2 separate regions of the Mus musculus genome follow, and region 1 is linked to region 2. Evidence: chromatin contacts called from public HiChIP or PLAC-seq data. All regions are on one chromosome and are shown on one strand. Each heading gives the region's core, a stretch centred on a gene start, on an enhancer-like site or on the middle of the called end of the contact. The rest is flanking DNA. Distances are from core to core; before and after follow the strand shown.

What was found. HiChIP or PLAC-seq counts read pairs in DNA pulled down with a chosen protein or histone mark.
Region 1: a contact with region 2 is called in an H3K4me3 HiChIP or PLAC-seq map of intestinal villus epithelium, with 2.2 times the contacts expected there. The contact joins the promoter of Slc9a3 here to the enhancer-like site in region 2. A contact is called at or near these places in 2 of 39 promoter capture datasets (the C10 cell line and embryonic stem cells), 1 of 15 datasets of contacts at CTCF or cohesin (the NIH/3T3 cell line), 2 of 484 Hi-C or Micro-C datasets (cerebral cortex and embryonic fibroblasts), 4 of 115 datasets of contacts at active chromatin or transcription factors (embryonic stem cells, intestinal villus epithelium and kidney) and 4 of 9 other capture datasets (adipose tissue, embryonic stem cells, liver and 1 more).

Annotation. Positions count from the first base shown.
Region 1 is chr13:74,117,376-74,124,609 of GRCm38.p6, forward strand. It overlaps Slc9a3 (solute carrier family 9 (sodium/hydrogen exchanger), member 3), which reads left to right and starts at 4,038. Exons shown (of 16, transcript NM_001081060.2): 1 at 4,038-4,335. The coding sequence starts at 4,140. It overlaps Gm41003 (a long non-coding RNA gene), which reads left to right and starts at 4,726. Exons shown (of 3, transcript XR_873672.1): 1 at 4,726-4,822.
Region 2 is chr13:74,164,634-74,171,576 of GRCm38.p6, forward strand. It overlaps Slc9a3 (solute carrier family 9 (sodium/hydrogen exchanger), member 3), which reads left to right. Exons shown (of 16, transcript NM_001081060.2): 15 at 665-772; 16 at 1,178-4,808. The coding sequence ends at 1,431. Exoc3 (exocyst complex component 3) reads right to left here. Exons shown (of 13, transcript NM_177333.4): 13 at 5,172-6,943. Among named protein-coding and RNA genes, the nearest start is that of Exoc3, 41 kb to the right of the region's middle. Within about 2 kb of position 2,303, at least 167 of the 459 cell types and tissues checked have an H3K27ac peak or open chromatin away from gene starts, as enhancers often do. A contact at or near this core is called in adipose tissue, cerebral cortex, embryonic fibroblasts and 3 more, where this site is marked.

The sequences.
Region 1 (7,234 bases), core at 2,788-5,287, 46 kb before region 2:
AGCTCCAAGGTTTCCCAGGATCCAGAGCCATAGCACACACCCCTGTGATAGTGCCCTGCCCATCTGCTGTATAGGGTGAGACCCAGGCCTAGCTAGTACAGGCTGGAGCAGCATACAGGTTGAGAGATCAGAGTGACTCTCATGTAAGTTCCAGGCTGGGCAAAGGCCCAGGCTTGACCAGCGAGTGTCAAAGGTACTAACAGGCAAACATAAAAGCATGATGTTCTTTTTTTCTTTTTTTGAGAAATGAAATTTGCAATTGTATACTATCAACACCCACTCCCCCAAAAAGTAACAATAGCTCTGCCTTGAGTGGTGATTTTGGCTTTGGTTCCTGGAAGAGGTCCCAGGTGGATCTCTTCTAACTCTAAGTGCTTGGTACCCAGTAGGCACCTTCAGTTCACAGCCCAAGAAAGCAAGCCGGAGCAGCTCTGTAATGAACCCTTCCTCCCCAAGCAGAGCTGGTGGCAACCCCTGAGCAATGTTTAAAAAGAACTCAAACTTTTCGAATTTAGGCTGAAAAGTAGTGTTTTGTCTTTCATGTATTGTCAACAAACAGATTTGCAACCATTCGCCACATTATGCACAAGCTTTCACAAATGACGCAAATGATCATAATCAGAAGGTAATGTGTCAAACTAGGTATTTTCCACTTTTGTCTCCTTAATTTTAAAGGTCAGGCGCTCATGGGTTCATTAGCTCATTTTGGACTGCTTCTCAGCATCTTTGAGCTTCTGGTTTAATCATGGGCCCTCCAACTCCAAGTCTAGATGTCAGGAAGGCTACACATGCCAGGCTGAGGGAGGAGGTTGTCAGCAATTATCCAATCACCGCAGGTGTCACTGTTCATACAGTTTTCTAGATGTGAGTGCCTTGCTCTGGGGGATGGCCCAGGCTTTCTAAAACCAGAAGAGAAACAGGCTAGGAGAGCTGCCTGTGCCCCGGCCCCAGTCCACTGATGAGACACAACTTCACATAGCTATCATGACAGCTTCTGCTATGGTTTGTGTGCATGACCACTGTTTCACTGTTCTCAGTCACCAGAGTGTAGGAGCAGTCATTGCTGGAGCCTTCTAGTAAGCCCAGGGGCATGCTCACCTTCATTCTCAAGTGCCCACAACCCCTGCCTCCCGGCCAAGCTCTCACCTGAGCAGTGAGCAGTGGGTTATGAGGGCACCTCGCTCTTACATGTGACAGTGTAAGGGCTTCCTCTCACGACATTAGACATGCTTTCCATTGCCTTAGGTGGCTTGTGGTGGCGAGTGGCACATCGGGTTAATGGCCAAGGATGGTACCAGTGGTCATTGTGGGTCCTTATTTGTGTGTTGTGATGCTGTTCAGCTTCGTTTAAATTGTGTGGACTCCTGGCTGTAGGCCCTCAGGTTAGGCAGGTATAGATAAAATCTTTGGAGGGTCACCGGACATCATGAGTACACTATTGCCATGGGATTTGGCCTTCCTGTGGAATACAAGGGCAGCATCTAAAAGTATGCCCCCCACCTGAGGCTTTTCCCAGGAGCATCTAAACTAGGAATAAGACGGTTCTCATTCTTCTAGCCTTCCTTTGGGACTGGAAAGAGCAGGTTCAGTTTGACCATATAAACTGGCAGCAATCCCAGCAACTCACCATACAAGATGCCCAAGTAAGCACCAAGATTGCAAACCTGATGGCCAATTAAAGAGTTACGATGCTCTGTTCTGTGCCAGGTCCTGTGATTGGCTCAGTTCAACCACCCATCCTCTGCCCCAACACTCATCACTCAACCACCCAGCTCTACCATCCTCCCATGCAAGCCAACACCCATCAACATAAGACAGCGAGATGAAAATAAAGCTACTCGGTCTAGTACTTCCTCCTGAGAGTTCTCACCTCTGGGCTTAGATGCCAGGAGGTAACCCTGCCTGTCCTGAGTCAACCACCAGTCACTTGTCCAATCAGTCTCCTGTCACTCGTTCTGTATTTCATACATGTTACTGTGGAGCAGACACTACTCCAAGTCCTGGGGGGGGGGGGGGTGGTCAGCCATGTGACTGCAACAGCCCCTCCCTTACAAAGTAGACATTCCATACAGGACAGCCCAAGGATATACAGTCCAGTAGCTGATGAGCGAGCTAAGCTGAGGAGCAGAGCTGGCAAAGAGTCAGGATCTCAGTATCAACACTAGACATTAGAGCAAGATCTTAGGCAGACTAGGTGGTGAGCATGGGGAGGGGTGTCCGGAAGCCTCAGAGCGAGATATTGCCCACCTGGGCATGTAGGGGAAGGGTGCATCAGCAAGGGACTATGGTCTGAAGAGGGACTGGATCTATTCTCTGGGTATCCCAATGGGAGGTCCAAAAGGGGCATCTGGAGGGTGTCTAGTTAGGGGTTTCCAAGGCTTAAGTGGTTGGAAGAGGAGCTGCCAGGGGTCGTGGCTGAAAGGTAAGTTTGGAAGGTAGAAGTGTTTTTACAGTGGCCATGTATACAGTTTTAGTGGTGACTTCTGAAATTACATCTTAAAGGGCTGCTAAGGTTTTGTTTTGTTTTTTTTTCTTTCCTAAATGAGATGGTAGGTTGAGTTCTAGGGTATACTAAGGAGGAGTGTAGCTGATAAGGTAAAACCATGGATCACAAAGACTGCAAGGGCTAAGACGTGACTTTGTGTTGTGTTTGTTTGAGCCAGGGTCTTATGTATCCTAAACTGGCCTTAAATTTGCTACCCAGCCAAAGCTTGCTTTGAATTCCTCCCTTCCTTTCCCAAATATTACAGCCATGCAGCACCACACTGGCTATGATAATTTTTTGGTTTTGTTTTCTTGTAAACAAAGTTTATTTGTGAGATTCCCAGAAAACTACAGGCTTTTATTTGGGAAAGAGATTAAAGTCACATATGCTTAGGCATTAAGCGTGGTTCGCTGCCATTTAAATTTTTTTAAAAAAATATTTCCATATAAAAGATTACTGTCACCCAGGGGTCCATCCCTTAATCAGCCACCAAACACAGACACTATTGCATACACCAGCAAGATTTTGCTGAAAGGACCCTGATATAGCTGTCTCCCGTGAGGCTTTGCCAATGCCTGGCAAACACAGAAGTGGATGCTCACAGTCAGCTATTGGATGGATCACAGGGCCCCCAATGGAGACGCTAGAGAAAGTACTCAAGAGCTGAAGGGGTCTGCAACCCTATAGGTGGAACAACAATATGAACTAACCAGTACCCCCAGAGCTCGTGTCTCTAGCTGCATATGTAGCAGATGGTCTAGTCGGCCATCATTGGGAAGAGAGGCCCCTTGGTCTAGCAAACTTTATATGCCCCAGTACAGGGGAACACCAGGGCCAAGAAGTGGGAGTGAGTGGGTAGGGGAGCAGGGCAGGGGGAGGATATAGGGAATTTGGGGGATAGCATTTGAAATGTGAATGACGAAAATATCTAATAAAAAATTTAAAAAATACACACACACAAAGAATACTGTATATATGCAAAGTTCATAGCAATTTTTAATTGTGATGGAATTCTTGACTCTCACTTGGCCAGAGGATTGAGACTACTCTGGAATGAGAAGCTTCTTCCTGTCCTATGTCCCCTTAATTTTCTGTCTTTCTTGACTGTCCCAATTTACTTAGATGTGGACTCCAGGTTCTCAATAAAAAGGGGACTTGCTGAGTGTATATAACGGGGTGCAGCGTACCCCGCAACTAGCAAAACCATCCGGTTGCTGAAGTGGCCAAGGCAGGAGAAGCAGGTCCAATTTAACGGGTAGAATCGACAATGGTATGCCGGACCTCGCACTGCGCTCCGCTGGGAAGGAAGCGACTGCCAGTGGGCTAGATGTCACTCGACCTTGGGGAGGAGCGGCCTCGAATCCACAGGTTCTAGCTGCTGGCTTAGGAGCCCACAGCACCCAGAGAGCCCGGGCGTGAGCAGGGCAGGCGGGAGTGCTTCTAACGCAGCAGGACTGTTTGCGTTCACGTGTGCGCAGCGGGGGCGGGAAGGCCCCGCCCTGGCGCGGGAGGAGGCAGCGGGATTAAAGGCCACCCGGGCGGGCCTGGGGACCTGACTGCTGCCAGCTCCGGGCTCGCGCAGAGGGCTGCGACGGAGAGCGCAGCAGGTACTCACCAAGGTATGCGTGTTGGCTCCCGGAGCTGAGCAGCAGCGATGTGGCACCGGGCTCTGGGACCAGGGTGGAAGCTGCTGCTGGCCCTGGCGCTGACCAGCCTGCAAGGCGCGAGGGGGGCTGAGGAGGAACCGAGCAGTGATGGGAGCTTCCAGGTGGTCACCTTCAAATGGCACCACGTCCAGGATCCATACATCATTGCGCTCTGGATCCTCGTGGCCAGCTTGGCCAAAATCGGTAAGCGGCCCAGGTTTTGTGGATCATAAGTATCCTATGACTGAGCCTTAGCCATGCTCTTAAAATCTATACCACCTGCCTTTGCCTTTGCATTTTCTATCCCTTTCTGGGGCAGAGGCACATTCAGCAAGAGCACGGTGCACTGTTAGTCTGAGAAGTGTACCAGCTAATTCAGCGGTCCCACAGGGCAGGCGCTGCCCCCACAATCTCATGCTCGTGGCCCCGTTCTATCCAAATGCTTCTCTAGATGCTACCCTACTTGGTACCTTGGGACTTCGTATTGCACTGAGAGAACTGACTTGTACGTGGCACTGGAGTGGACTCTGGGTCCGGAGCCGTTAAATAAATAAATAAATAAATAAATAAATAAATAAATAACTATTACTTAATCCAGAGAAACTCGTGACCCCTTGTCTGGAGGGGAGATGATTCTCCTCTCAGCTGGCTCAGTGGAACGGGAAGCGGGATTGAAGGAGCTCCTGGCAAGGTGAGAGGAAGGTCAGACCTCTTAAAAAGTTGAAGACGATCTTTGTGGTGGTGGTAAGGATGTGGTCCCTGTGGAATTCGTTAGACCCTTATTCAAGGGAGAGCAAGAACAGATACAGAGGTTCCTAGCCTGCCCGTTTCCTTTAAGGTTATGGAATAGAAGAAGCAGAAGAGGCCTTCCTTCCTTCCAAGATCCAGGAGGGAGCACGCCTCTTTAGCAGGACAGGGGAGGGAAAGCTGTGAAGGGAATAAGGTTAACAGAGCTCAGACTCACAGTGCCTGGTTAGGGAAGGCTTTTTTTTTTTTTTTTTTTTTTTTTTTTTATTATTTATTTCTTGCTGCCTCCTCTTCCCATTCATTTAACCCGTGGATCTGGCACTAGGCTCTCCTTGCATCTGCTATCTGACTGCGTTTTTCAGTAAGGTTTGTGCTGTGTGTTGCTGTAACTAGATGGTACTGACTTTTTCACACAGCGTGTTCAGAAAGGGCCAGGGAGGTTCCAAGGTCGCCCTTTCACCGGGTTCAACTGCTTGTCCATGGACTGCAGCATTCTAGTCTATGAAGTGAGTGTGTGCCTTCTGTTTTATCTGGGAGCTTCCCTCTGTACCCTTGGACTACAGATTTGGAGTTTAGTATTTCAGCTCAGCAGTAGCCAGGTCTATCTGCTATGCTTGGGGCTGGGCCAGCACACTGACTCTGGGGAAGCCTGATTCCTTAGGGTTATAGCTCTGCAGGTCTCCAGGGGCCATGAACTTGCCCCAAGAAGGCCTGGCCACCAGAGTCAGCAGCAACTCTCTCCAATATTAGTCAAGAGGATCACCAGTGGACAGGCAACTCTGCAGAAGGGCCTCTCTGACTTAAATATTTTTGGTGGGCCCAGATATTCCCTATTATTCAACTCAACCCCATTCCCAACTTCTAGAAAGTATAGAGATGATCCTTCCCGGTTCCCAAAACTTCCTGGCTGAGTCTGGCTCTCACTGATCCAAATACTCCCAGTCGATCCCTGCTTTGTTCCCCAACATCCTTTCCTGCTTAAACCTACAGGGGTTGGCCCTTGTTGGTCCACTCCATGCACTGTACTGCACGTTACCAGCATGTTCAGCGAAGAGTCTGGCACTGGGGTCCCTTATCCAGGAGATCTTCAAGTATATCTGCTTCAGGCATCACAACAGACACCTTCCCACCCTTCAGACTCTATCTGTTCACAAGACCCTCTCCTTCAAGGACCAGTGTCGCTGTTGCTCAGTTCCACTCCGTTCAGCCCCAACAATAAGGAGCTGCATCAAATCTTCACCGGTGTTAGCTCTTGAAGCGGATTTACTCTAATCCGACCACACCAGGAACCCATTATCTTCCCCAAATGCTCACTATAGAAACGGAAAGGTAGAGAAGCAATCGGCAGGTTCAGCTCTACCCTGGCTGGCTTTAAGAACCACTCTCTTGGTGGCAGAGACTCTGGTACCCAGCCTTTACCTTACAGCTCTTCCCTCAGCTGTGAACTCTGGGTTTACTCAGATCCTCTTACCTTGGTCTGTTCTGCAGACCCCTCTCAGACTCCCTCCCTGTACAATCAGCCTCATATGCCCCATCACAGACTCTCACGAATAGCTCTGTGGGCACATAGCTGATGTGTGTGCAAATTTGGGTAGTATACCTAACATCTCCACGGCTCCCATAAAAGGACATGGTTCTCACTCATTAAACCCCTGAGTACTTTAAAAATGTTTAGGACTGTCCACACTACTTCATCCTCAAGTTGTACAGGAACTGCCTTCCAGGAGAGGATGGGAAGGTCTTATGCTGATGGAATTCATGTTTTCTTCTGATTATTTTTTAACTCCCAGCCCATCCTTATGATTAGGAGGTCATACTTTTTTCAGCCAGTTTTAACCCAGCTAGGAAATAAGACATGGATCCTGGAACACAGGTGATGTGATTATTGCAGTTGGGAACTGAGGAAGGCAGAGATGTCAAGGCCAGGGTGCCTGTCTAAGGACAGAGGTGGTAGGCTGGAAAGGTCTGACTGTCTGTGGTGGAAGGGCAGGATCCAGTCTAGGTGGGTGAGGTGCTTCCCTTCTCTGTCCCCAACACTATTTGGGAGTCCCTAGCCTGCAGCTACAATGTTGGGACTCAAGGCTGGGTAAGTAATAGGCTATAAGGGCCTACATCAGAGCACAGGAAGCACTAAGTGGACCTAGGTGGCTAGGTCCACCTAGTATCCACTAAGACGCCACCTAGGGTGGATCCAGGCAGCTTCAGGAGCATACAGTGGGAAGTTGTTGGGGATAGGGAAAGCTGGGCAGGAGTCTGAAGGAATGCCAGGGGAGTTGGTGGAAGAGTTGAAGGGAGACTAGAAGAGACCGGGGGAGGGAGAGGGGAGATAAGGGGAGCTTATGGAAAGTCTAAAGAG
Region 2 (6,943 bases), core at 1,053-3,552:
GGACTCCCGGACCTGTGGCTGTACCCGGGGATTCTGATCTTGGACCTCTATGCATCCCTTGGTGGGTGGGAGTGGGAATACCACTAGGCCAGACACTCTTAGTGCTCTTCTCCCATATTCCTGCAGCAGCACTCCCACTATGGGATGGAAAGACATCCCATAGTGTTTAAGAATGGTTACTGCTCTTCCAGAGGACTCAAGTTCAGTTCCTAGCACTCACATAAGGCAACTTAAGCCACCTGCGACTCCAGTTCCAGGGAATCCAATGCCCTCTTCTGGCCCTCATGGGTACTAAACACACTCACGAGCATGCATGTGCATGAGCACACACACACATACATATACACACATACCTTTAAAAGATAAGTGGTTTTTCTTCATCCATCCCTTTCACTGTAGGTCTTGGGGTCCCAGCCATTCCTATCCAACAGACCTTCCCAAAGATCAAATATAGCTGGGGTCACAAAAGGAAGCACTGTAGGAGTAGTTCAGACCTTTGCACAACTGGCTCCAGACCCTTGAACCCTAGGCTACCCAAGTGCTGTGAAAAACCACCCATGGAGCGGGGGAAGGGGGTGTGTGTGATAGGAGGGGAGAGTGTATAGCAGCCATCAAGAACTTGAGTCATTCTTACTCAAAGTATTCTTTTTCCTCTGCTACCTAGATTTGGAACTTTCAGAGCATGAGGAGGCCACCAACTATGAAGAGATCAGTGGAGGCATTGAGTTTCTGGCCAGTGTCACCCAGGATGTAGCCTCTGACTCTGGGGCAGGTAAGATGGGAGAGACCAATGCGGGAGATATCCCTGCTGCCCTAAGCAAGCTTGGTCATTGAAGGAGGAGCTAGGCTTGAGGAGGCTTAGTATCAATCTTGGAGGTATAACCTCTTCTACCTAGATGTCTTCCCAGGGCAGATGGCAAGCATATCTGGAAGAACAGGCCAGACCTGAGAGAAGGGAGGTGTTGTTGAAACTGTCTAGGATTTTTGGGTCTCAAATGTGGAGGGAAGGTGTGGGATGAGGGTTAGATTTATAAGTTTGACTGTCAAGGTTACCCTGAAGGTGGTAGCCCCAAGAGAAGTTGACATAGTCACCCAGTACAGAGCCAATCCACCCAGCCTCCTAGTTCCCCTGAGAGCACGTATTTCTTTGAGGTTGACCAGCTGCCCTTTCTCTTAGGAATTGATAATCCCGTGTTCTCCCCTGATGAGGATCTGGACCCAAGCATCCTATCCAGGGTGCCACCCTGGCTGTCCCCTGGGGAGACCGTGGTGCCCTCCCAGAGGGCCCGTGTTCAGATTCCAAACTCTCCCAGCAACTTCCGCCGCCTGACACCATTCCGCCTCAGCAACAAATCCGTGGATTCCTTCCTGCAGGCTGATGGCCACGAGGAACAGCTCCAACCGGCTGCCCCCGAGTCCACACACATGTAACTGCTTTCCTCCTCTAACGCGTTCTTTCTTCCCAGCTGTTGCCGTCAGGTGTACCTGCACTTTTTCAGACTTTGCAGCAGCTGTCTTCACTCTGCAAACCCTGTCTTGGTCATCTGTCCAGCTGTATATTTCTTAGAACCTGCTTGTCCACAGAGCTCTTCCACCTGCTCTTTGCTTCTGTCTCTCGGCTTGCCCCCGCTTCCACCCTTTTCGACAGGGTTTCCCTGAGCAGCTCTGGCTGCTGGAACTTAGCTATGAAAACCAGGCTGCCTTTGCCTCCTGAGTGCTGGAATTAAAGATCTGGCTCTTTGAAAGAGCCTTATGTGCCTTGAGGCTTGTGATAGGTTTTTAGGGTAGAGCAGTAGTACCCAGGGATGGGTGTGGCACTGCTACCCCTTGTGGAGGGGGCTGCTATCAATGGCAGGGTTTGAAAGTGTCAGAATATGGGGAGTGAGCCAGATCTGCTCAGTGCATAGCTGCCTAGGAAGGTTCAGAGACACCGGCTGGAACTCCTCCTAACTCTGCAGTAGTGCACAGCAGAAAATGCCCCCATTTGGTGTGGAAGGTTAGGGGTCTTTCTTTGCACTTGAGCCTGAGGTACCCTTTCCATGGTCAGGCACCTAATTTTGGGCAAGCCATGGAGGAACAGCAAACTCAGGGGGAAGGGAATCTTGGACTGAGTACAGGCTTCTGGAGGTCAGTGTTGATCTGGACTGAGAGCCACTCACACTCCTGTTTTCCCACAGGTGACACGGGCTCTGGCACATCGCTTACTGGACGCTTGTCTCGTCAGCCATCTGCTGCTTCCCAGCAGTCTTTGCTCCCCGCAGGGCTCGCCCACCCACGCGCCCCAAGCCCCGCCCCATCTGAGCGCACCTCGACTGTCACTTTTGCCTCTGGTGATCCCGGGACAGAGCCAGAGCACCGGGCCCCACCCAGTGCACATGCTCGGTCGGCAGCTGCACGCCGGGTACACAGTAGGCGCTCATTCCAAAGGCCTCGCCCGCGCCGACGACCAGCTCTGCTAAAACTCGCTTCTCTTCCGGGCTCTATAGAACTGCCACTGCACGCTCTGGAGCAAGAAGAGACGCCACTGTAATTGCTGCCTGGCCAGGGGCCCAGCTCAGAGGGTCTCCTTCAGTGGCCCCTCCCCAACCAGCTAGTGTTCTTAGGGTCCAATGCACCCTGGGAGTCTTAATGCATAGCCTAGCCCTAGGAAGAATCCATCTGGTGTCCCCAGGATACCACACTGCCTCCTGCCATCTTCTTGCCCTGGTTCAGATCCTAGGGCTCTGTGGTGCTGCCTCCCCACCCCTACCCTGAGGCTAGAGCCCTTGTTAGTGTTTGCCACCCTTACTCTGAGGAGGAGGAAGATCCCTGAGCGGCTTGTGGTGGACTTAAATCACTGCTGGTACAAAAGAAGGTCTCAAAAATTAAGATGTGTAGAAGTGGCACTGCCCAGATCAACCTCATTCTAAATAGGTAGCAGGTCCTATGCATCCCCAGAAATATACACCCCGAGGCCCTATCTGACCCCCTTCCAAGTTAGTTCTCCAGACTGCCCTAGACCTTGTGATTAACTGCAGAAATATTTGGCTCTTCTAGCTCAGACTTTCCCTGCCTGGCCCCTCCCAGCCTGGTCCTTGCCATCACAAACAAGGTGTCTGGCCTGAGCTATGCCTAAGTTGGGAACACTGCAGATGGCCAGGCAGGCTGAGCTAGGGCGCTAGTAGTGGTTCACTAGAAACCTTGGTCAAAATTATAGCCAGCTCTCTGGTATCAATCAAAGGCAGGGAAGACCTGGGGCATAGAGGGGCTCTACATCACTCAAGAGTAGGGGAATGTAGGAACCCACTCTCTGGGCAATTTGTTCTGCCCCCAGATCTTCAGGGACTCTGCCTTAGAACATTGGCCCTCTGTAGGGGTAAGAGGCTGGGCCATCATCCCTTATCACTTTTCCTCAGAAGTCCAGTATTGAAGAGTCACCTGAGTTTTGCTTCCAACTCACTGGAAACTTGGCCTGTACCACAGGGTATCACTTAAGGGAGATCGAGATGAGTCTAAAGGTGGACTTAAGGACTTCCTGGAGACTTCTGAAACAAAGCACTCAGGTTTCTGCTCAGGAAACTAAATACCATGTCTCAGGAACAAGGCTGACAGTCACCTTCAGAGGAGTCCCAGGAAGGTCCATCAACTTATATTAATGCTGCAGTTGATTCATGGATAGGAAGAGAGCTGAGAGAAGTGAATGAAAACAAAGCAAGTTCGCTCAACATACTGCATTGTGCTTCAGAGTGCCGTTCCCCAACGGAACCTGTCAGTATGCTGTTGACTGGCTAGCTCAGACTCGGCCATCAGGGAGATGCTCAGCACCTGACTTCCACAGCCCTGAAGCATTTGTCCATTTCTGAAGTCCAGCCACCATACAATGCTGGGATCCGGAATTTCACCAGATTATTTGGAGCTGCCATTTAGAGTACCTCCTAGGCACGGTGTACCTGGCTACTGTACCAGGGGTGTTCTGCGAGGCATCTCTCAGCCCCTGCTCTGCAGACAAGTTTCTCATACCTTCCTGTGCCAGGACACTGCCTTAACACCTCACCTGATCTGCTGGACATGGGGTCCAATTCCCACTGCAGAATTAGAAGCCAAATGTGATGAGACAGGCTTCGGCAACTGTCACCTTGCACCAGTACCCAGAGATACCAAAGCTAGCAGCTGGGTGATCAATCTGTGGAACTCTTTGACACTCTGTCCATATTTTAGCTGTGCACAGGCCATGTCCTTTGAGCGTGTGAACCACACCATTGGGCATAGCCATATGGAATCAGAGTCTTGACAAGAAAGCCTCATTCACAAAACCCCACTTCCTGTGCTTAAATGACACAGTGGCCACATCTCATAGTTGAGGACCCTCTTGTTCTTGTCATTGTTGTACAATAGAATGTAAAATCCTATGAATGTATTTCCTTAGGAAAACTGTTGTAAAAGGTTTTTTTTATTAGAAGAGAATTTCTATTTATTTAATACTGAACTCAGACCTGCTTTGTGGTACTACAAAGTATACAAATTTAGGAAATTTGTATTTCCACTTCTGTATTTTCTTGAAAATAATTTTATTACAGTGTTCAATATACTATGTATTACTAATCTTTTTATGAAAGGAAATTTAAAGGACTTCATCAAAACTAGAAATATATTTTGAATGGTTAAAATTGTGTATTAATGTGAACATAGTCATAGTTGAGCTTCAATTCTGATCACAGAATCTCGTGCCTTAAAGCGGCCCTCCAATGTGCTGGGCAGCATTTGTACAAGGAGTTCATCAGCAAACTGCAGGGACTGCTTGCTTATGTCTATTAAAAACACTTTGAGGCATTTTGGGTGCATACTTTGTTTATGAAGGAAAAATCCTACCCAGGATAACTTAAGGAGCAGTTTATTGTGCATTAAAATGAAGATAAAACGGAGTGTTTCTGAGGCCACCCTATCAGGAATGGGAAGCTGTTGGACACATCTATGGAAAGCCCCAGTTTAGCATCTCTCAGCTACAAAACAGATCAGATACTTCGTGTGGCTGAGCGGGCAGTGGGCGGCTCAAACAGCTCCCACCACGGCTGAGGAGGCTGAGGTGCTACAGACCTCAGAGTGCATCCTCCTCCTCAGTCAGAAGGAAGGGCGCCAAGGAGGTTCTCCGTAGGTCAGGGGAGGGACAGTACAAGGCAGAGCTCTAGAGGTCCCGCAACACATTTTTTATTTTAATTTTAGATCATTTAAAATTGCATATCAAAGCAGAATTCCCAGACATTGGCTGTTTACAAGAGGAATCTCAACTGTTAAGTTTAGAGTCATCTTAAAGCAGATATAACGGGTAAACTAGCAAAGAACACTGTGTGAGTCACAGTCTGCTTCATGCCAGGAGTCAGGAAAGGAGTCCTTCCAGGCCTCCTCTTGGTTTTGAGGGCTGCTGGCATCTCCATGCAAGTACTCACACGATTTCCATGTGACTGAATACCTTAAGTTACATCACACCTGCAATGATTCTACTTTCAACCCAAGTCTGATTCAGGGTTCTAAGGTTAAGACCTCAATCTTTCTTTTTAGAAGTCACACTTCATTCCACTGCAGTGAGAAAGGAAGTGACCCAATGTGGCTCTGCTTGTTCAGCTCTCCCTGAACTCTGCATTAAAGGACTTTGTTGAGGTGGCCTGGTTCTGGCATCCTGAACTCAAATGTCTAGATGTCCATGCTTTCCTTCTTTAGAGGGAGCTCACCCATCAACCTGAACTGTGCATCAACAGATATGAGGAAAGGGGAATGAAACAGCATCAATCTCATTGCTGCTTCTCCATCTCACTGGTGATCCAGTATGACCTGGAACATCTACTTATCCTGGACCCAACTGAATAAAGTCAATATGGTGGTGTGAATAAGAATGGCCTCCATAGGCTCATATACTTCAATGCTTAGTCACCACAGAGTGGAACTATTTGAAAGGATTAGGAGGCGGCCATATTGGAGAAGTGTGTCAGGAGGTAGGGATGAGCTCTGAAGTTTCAAAAGCCCATGTCAAGCTCAGAGTCTGTCTGTCTGTCTGTCTGTCTGTGCCTTCAGAACAGCTCTCAGCTATTGCTCCAGTACTCAACTGTATGATGCTCTGCTCCTCTCCATTATGTTAATGGACTAAACCTTTGAAATTGTAAGCAAGTCCCCAGTTAAATGCTTTCTTTTCTAATAGTTGCCTTGGTTGTCTAAAACAGTCAAGGGACTTGGCTAATCTGCAGACACCCTTTCATGTCTAACAGCTCATTTCATGGGATCAATAACCTGGTCACTGCTCTCTCTCAAAACACTTCCCTGTCTGGCAAATGGCAGCCACACATCCCTGTTCAGGAAGCATACACTATAAACTCTGATATATGCAGACACAATCCACTCACTGGAATAGTCTATCTAATCCTGTACATAGGTGTCTTCTAAAAAGGTTCTTGGCCATACTTTCCCTGTATCTTACTGAACACTGTCTACCCACTAGTACATAGCCTGGTACTATCACTTGACTTCTAACAATTCCTATCCTGTCTCCATGATTCTACTACCCACTGTTCACAAATATGATTTCCCCTGTCCTCTGTTGACCTCTAAGGCCTGAGAGCCAAATGGCATTAACCATGTGGGTATTCCAGTGGTCATTTTAATGTCTACCCTACACGCCCAGCAGCAGCCTACACTGAGAAACCTCAGTGGAGACACAAGCATCTTTTGTCACAAAGGTCATTGCTGTTTGTCAATACTTCTCAGTGTACATTTCACTGCCCAGCTGTCATTCACACTGAGTGGATTGTCAAGCAGGGCCTGGATCAAAACAATACCAGCCAGTCCCTCTAAGAAATTCATGTTTCTTCTGAGTTCCAGAGGAATTTTTACTTAGTTCCACTTAGAAAAGGGGTTATTTGTGATTTTTTTTTTTACACTTTGTAAGAATGAAATAAAATCAGAATGTTAACACTGT